Regions from separate parts of the Mus musculus genome. Here region 2 is linked to region 1. Evidence: chromatin contacts called from public promoter capture Hi-C data. All regions are on one chromosome and are shown on one strand. The core of a region is the stretch at or near the end of the contact, and the rest is flanking DNA. Distances in the headings are between cores, read along the strand shown.

Region 1 (2,878 bases), core at 324-2,823:
TGGTTTACAACCCGTGGCTTTTTGAAATAGGAACAAGGGGGCTGTGTCCTGCAAACAATAACAAGAGCCATCACCTCTGCAAAACAGGCAGAAGAGACTAAATGCGGAGGGGTGAAAGGAGTCCAGAAACTTAAGGGATAAATTATGAGGGAGGGTGGGGGGCAGGGAATTGGGGGGGGGGGATTTAAGAGGTCAGAAAGGTAGAGAATGGGAAATAAAGCATCCAAGAAAAAGATGCAATTCAGTCAAGGGCACGAAAACACACCTTAGCTCAGGAAAGAGAGGAGGGGAAAGATATGTTAAGGATGAGGAACGAAAGGCTGTAAATAAAGACATTACAAGACCGCTCTGCCCATGGAAGGACATGAAAGGACAAGGAAGGTATGTGCCAGAAAAACTGCTGCTTAGAGGGCAAGCACATCTCCCCAGTAACGCTGAACAATGGTCAAACTAAATAAACCAGGACAAACGCAATCACCGCAGCCCCTGAAATAAAAACACACATTCTTAATGTAAATAAGCAAAAAAAAAAAAAAAAAAAGGAACGGAAGAGCAGAAAGCAGCGGAGGACTTCTCTTCCTGGTTCTGTGGAAGGAAACCCCGCAGGCCTCCACCTCCTCCACAGTGCTGGGATCACAAGAGCTCACCACCATCCCTCCCCTGCTGCTTTCTTTCATGGCCAAAATTCTTCTTAATTTATAGGCCTCATGAACTACAAGGCACTCATGGTAACCTATCCCTGTCCCTTGATACCATCCCAGGCAAATCCGACTCCTTCCTAAACACATTAATTAGCAATACCTTACATCATCCTTGAAAAGCAGGAGGTAAGCAAGAGTATTATTAGCCTCTTTTTATTATGGGGAAACTGGGGAACAAAAAGATTAAATTACAGTACGTCCCAAAATGAGCCATCATATTTTCTAGGACTTTAATTAAAGGCTCCAAACACCACATTACAGACATTATTCTTTCTAGCTTAGAGAACTTTTACTATTGCTTCCACCAGGGGACCAAGAAAAAAAAACACCTACAGTAACTTAAAAGGTCAGCTTAAAATTTTGGACAGTGTTAAGAGGTAACACACACGCGCGCGCGCGTGACGGAAAAAAAAAATAAGGACACTTGTAAACAGCACCACGGGTCGGAAATCCTGGGTCCACGTTTTAGGCTGTGGGGCAGGCAAGACAGACAGGAGTTGGCTGACGCTGATGGAAAAGGTGCCCCAAGGGGCCCAGAACAGCCTCGCCATCCCTGCAAACCCATCACTCCAAACGTGACCCCCGACGCTCTCCCTTGGCCCCTGCATTGCACCACGAGCCTCGCCGTGCCAACCCAGGCCTGTGGTAGGCCCTGGCTGCCGAGCCTCGGTGAGCACCGGAGCCGCACCTAGCCAGACACTTCACAATCCCGGCTTCCCCCGCCCCCGGCCTCGGCTCCCACGCGCTCTCACCGCCCGCCCGGAGTCCCCCGGCCCGGGGAAGCGAGGTGACCGCGCAGCTCGGTGGAGCGCAGCGCCCGCGGGGTCCCGGAGCCGCCGCCTATCAGCGGAGCGCAGGGGCGGGGCCGGCAGGGCCGGCGGGGCCGCGGGCGGGGGCGGACGGGCGGGGGACCGGGCTCCGGGCGGCTCCGGGCACCGCGCGCACACACCGGGCCGGCTCCCGAGGGCGCCAGCGCGGCCCCGGGGAGCGCGAGCGGGGAGCGCGCGGCCTGCGGTCAGCGGCCCATCGGCCGAAAAGATGGTGTCCTGGATGATCTCCCGAGCCGTGGTGTAAGTACGGGCGGGGAAGACGCTTGGGGCCCGGTTGCCGGAGCCAAGCTCACGGGCCGCGGCCTGCTCACCCGTGTCCCAGTCGCTGCGGGGCTCCGGGGCGGCGGCGGCGTTGGGAGCAGCAGGGCGCGGGCGAACGGACTGGCAGGCGGTGGGCTCTGCTCCGTGGAGCCGCTCCCCGGCGCGCGGCGGGCTCTGCTCGGCTTCTCCTCGGCCTCCCCTCCGCTCCTCGGCTACGCGGCAGGCGCTGCTCCGCTCCTCGGCTCCTCCGCTGCCCGGCGCTGCGCGCGGCGGGCTCTGCTCGGCTCCGCGGCGCGCTCCCGGCTGCGGCTCCCGCTCCCGCGGCCCGCGCTGCGCGGCACCGCCCTGCGCAGGCTCCGCCGACGCTGAGCGCGGGAGGCCGGCGGGACTCCGGATGCGCCCGAGCCTTTGTCACCAGGTCTACCGCGTTGCGGTGTCTGTCCGCGGCGCACGCCGCTTGGTCACGTGTAGGAGGAGGAGAGATCGGTGTCAGAGCCCGGGCTGCAGAGTCTTGCTCAGGGGTCCCGAGGTGACCTGGGAAAGAGCCTGCGCTAGAAAGGTCGGGCAAACGCTGACCGTGGAGGGCCGTGGGTGGGAAGAAATGTTTGCAATGGAGAAGGCGCAGGTGCCAGTCCCCTTTGTTCGGGTCATCTCCTCAGTTCACTGATTGTGATACAAACGAGAGCTGCGGATGGGGAGAGGAGGGGGGAAAAGTTGAGATGTGTTGTTTAATCTGCAAAGGTATTTGAATACAAGTTAAACCGGTTCTCTTCCCATCTTTCACCTTACCCTGTGCGCTCTAAAGCAAAGTCACCAAATAAAGGGCCATAAATTAGGTAAAGCCTGGGGGCGGGAATTCATTATTCATGTAGCAGTAGTGTCATCTGAGTACCTTAATGAAATGTTTATATGAGGTTAACAGGCCTCGCTGATTAGCTTATAATTTGAAGGGAGAAAATGACATTACTTGGGCATTATTATTTTCACTACGGAGAAGGAGCTAATTTTTTTTTAACTTGCTTTTATTTCGTTTGGAAGTGAGCTAGGTAACCTAGTTTGCAATGCATTCAAAATTTGCTCTTTCAT
Region 2 (3,226 bases), core at 130-2,629, 880 kb before region 1:
CCTGTCTCGAAAACAAACAAAACAACAAAACAACAACAACAAAAAAAGAAACTTAACAGATCTCCATTTAGTTCAGTAGAAATAGAGGCTGTGTTAACCATCAACATAGGCGTGGGGTGTGGCTCTGCTGATTGAGGGCTTGTCTAGAATGCACAAGGCACTGGGTTAGAACCCAGCTCCACTCCATCTTAAGTCAGGCTCGGTGTGGCAGCCCTATAAAGTCCATAGTAGGAAAGTGGAGGCAAGAGGAGTTTTAGGAGTTCAAGGCTACCCTTTGACAAAGGCAAATAGGATACCTAGAATACATAACAAAAATAAGAAATATTTCACAAGAAAGTTGAAAGTTTTGTGTATGTTTGTAGCAAACACGTCTTGTGACTACTAATATGGTTTGCACAATAACTCAAACAAAGCCTGGCTCAACATTCCAGAGAATTACAGAGGACTTCCTAACAATACTGCATCTACTAAAGAAATTCTATGATCCTGCAGTATTCGCCTCGACCCACAAATCTGGCAAGAGTATATGGTTCGAACTACTATACTTCAGGAGCCGGTAAGAGGTGAAAATTAAAATTAAAATGAAGATGTCGCTACAAGGATATAAGGGGTTTCTTTTCATTAAAATACTAAAATAATGAACAGGAAGAATACTTTTAACACTTGACTGGGGTTCCCAAGAAATATTCTCGACTACACTAAGTGTAAAAGATTTTGAACATATTTTAGATAGCTAAAAAACAAACAAACACTGGATTCGTCCTCCTTTTTTCCTAGTATTTGTGCATGTATCCATGTTTAAACTTACACCTTCCTGGAAAGCTAAGAACATGCCATTTGAGCGTTCACCCCGCGGCGCCCCACAGTTTGATGCTGGCTCACACGGCTACAAGCAGCACCTTGCATTACACGCCCAGCTGCGCGGGCCGGGGAGCAACTCGAGCACCGACTCCCGGAGCATCACCTCCCCTGCAAGCCTTGGAAGACCGGCAGGTGGGATGGGCCCCGGCGTCCTCCTGTTGCCCCCGGCCTCGCTCTCCTCCTTCGGTGCACCCTTCAGGCGTGCAAGCCGCGGAGCTCGCCCGGCTCTCGGTCTCGGCCCAGGCTGCAGCTCTCCAGTCCCCTGCCTCGCTCACCTGCTGCGCGGCGAGACCCCTCAGCAGCTGCCCCTCCATCTCGGTGCAAGGCACGGCCGATTTGAAAAGCGCGCCCCAGGGCTGCAGCTGCAGATTGCACCAACCGCTCGGCCGTACCAAGTCTGGTCTGCAGGGGAACCCGGCCCACGACGCCGCGCAAGCGTACTAGGAGCCTCTCTGTCTTTAAAACAGCACGGAGACCCGAGACTCTGAACAGACCCTCTGCTACCGCAGGGCTTAAGCGAGGGCGGGGAGTGGGCGGGGCCTGTTGTGTGGTAGGCGGGGCCTAAATACGAAGAGCAAGTCCGGGTGGGTGGGGTCTGTGGCAGGCGGGGCCTGAACCCGCCTGGGTTTTGTCGGCTAGTGGGCGGGGCCTCAACTGGTGGGCGGGGTGGAGCCTTAGAGAAGGCTCGCCATAGAAATCTTTGGCAGGTGGTTTTCTTGTCAGGTTTAAAGTGCGCCTTCTTCTTGCATCCCGCCCGAAGTTGTTTAAAGGCATGAACTGACCGGACCCGACAGACCAATCAGGGATATAAGGATCCATTATCTGTCTCTCAAACATGGCTGCACTCAAAGATCATGCTCTTGAAGGCTGGGCAGACAGACACATTTTGCGAGTACTTCTGTCCCCGGGTTTGTTCGCTTCTAAAGTGACAGCAGACAACACTATCCAGAAGCCTGGTCGTTATTAGCACAGGCTTTTATTAAGAAAGAGGAAGGGGAGATGCTGAAATGCTGAACTCGAGGCCTTAAGCACAGTGAGCAACTGGTCCACCACTGAACTATCCAGCTTAGACTTTTAATTAGAGGATGTACACACCCTTGTAAAGTGTTTAAAATTACCCCTTGACATATCTTGTACCGGAAATGTGTAGGGCTTTGGACATTTTCCTCCTGAGGGAAGACTCTACCAAATCAACTCTCCTACACCACCCTCATTAAAGGCCTGGGCAAGGCTCCTTTTATAAACAGAATGACCCTGTTTATTTTGGGGACATCTCACTTGTTCCAAAGTGGACTTTCAATGATATGGTCATCTTACTTACAGACCTCCTTGTTAAAGCAGTCAGTTGAAAGATGGACTTCTTAAAAAGAAACTGAGTGTGCCAGTGAGATGGCTCAGCAAGGAATGGTGCCCACCTAATGCCAAACCTCCCCGCCTAAGTTCCAATCCCCAGGATCCAAGTGGTGGAAGGAGAGAACCAGCTCCCAAAAGTAATATCTACATATGCGCCAGGACATGGGCATACCGCCCCCCTACACTGAATACAGAGGGGGGGAGGGAAAATTTGTGTGTATGTATATATACGCATATATGTATAAATATATATGCATATACGTATAAATATATACATATGTTTATATGCATATAAATATATATGATATATACATGTATGTTTATATATGTGTGTATACATACATATATGTGTGTGTGTGTGTATATATATATGTATATGTATATATTCCTTCCTCTCAAATGGATAAGTGCCTGGTTGAGAGGCTCTGGACTAGGTGATTCTAGAAGCTGCTATCCAGTTAGGAGTGCTTTTCCTCTTACTTTTGCAGTCTGTAATGACCCACCGTTGTAAAAGCACAAGAAACTCAAAATTACCAACACTCAACTCACACAGGTGCCTCCAAACCCAGGTCTGAATTCCATTCTCATGAAGTGCCCTTTGACCTAGCGCACAAGTCTCTTGTGCTGCTGCTTTGTGGTGCAATTATGCACTACAAACATGAGCTGCAGGAACTGGGCATTACACCTGACTCACAAACAAAAACATGCACACACACACACACACACACACACACACACACACACACAGACGAAATAGACACAGAGAGATGATCTTCAGACATGCAGCGTTTACCACATAATATACACTGTATTCAAACTCAGATTAAAACACCCTGAGAGAGAAAACCAAAATGATACACCAGTTTCAAATTGATCACCAATGTGGAAATACTGGTGGCTGAGTATCGCAGGTTTAATAATCCTAGGAAGAAATCTAGAAGAGGATGTGTGTGGGTTCTTACCTATAGACTATAGATAGTTGCTATGAAAGACCTTTCTCTTTGTAGAAGAA

The links. Promoter capture Hi-C pulls out the DNA fragments that hold promoters and counts their contacts.
Region 2: a contact with region 1 is called in a promoter capture Hi-C map of pre-B cells. The contact joins the promoter of Rtkn2 here to the promoter of Reep3 in region 1. A contact is called at or near these places in 4 of 39 promoter capture datasets (the C10 cell line, hippocampal neurons, neutrophils and 1 more) and 2 of 115 datasets of contacts at active chromatin or transcription factors (memory CD8 T cells and microglia).

What each region holds. Positions count from the first base shown.
Region 1 is chr10:67,095,683-67,098,560 of GRCm38.p6, reverse strand. Reep3 (receptor accessory protein 3) reads left to right here and starts at 1,573. Exons shown (of 8, transcript NM_178606.5): 1 at 1,573-1,771. The coding sequence starts at 1,740. It also overlaps a transcript of Jmjd1c not described here.
Region 2 is chr10:67,977,723-67,980,948 of GRCm38.p6, reverse strand. It overlaps Rtkn2 (rhotekin 2), which reads right to left and starts at 1,379. Exons shown (of 12, transcript NM_001359319.1): 1 at 1,137-1,379. The coding sequence starts at 1,175.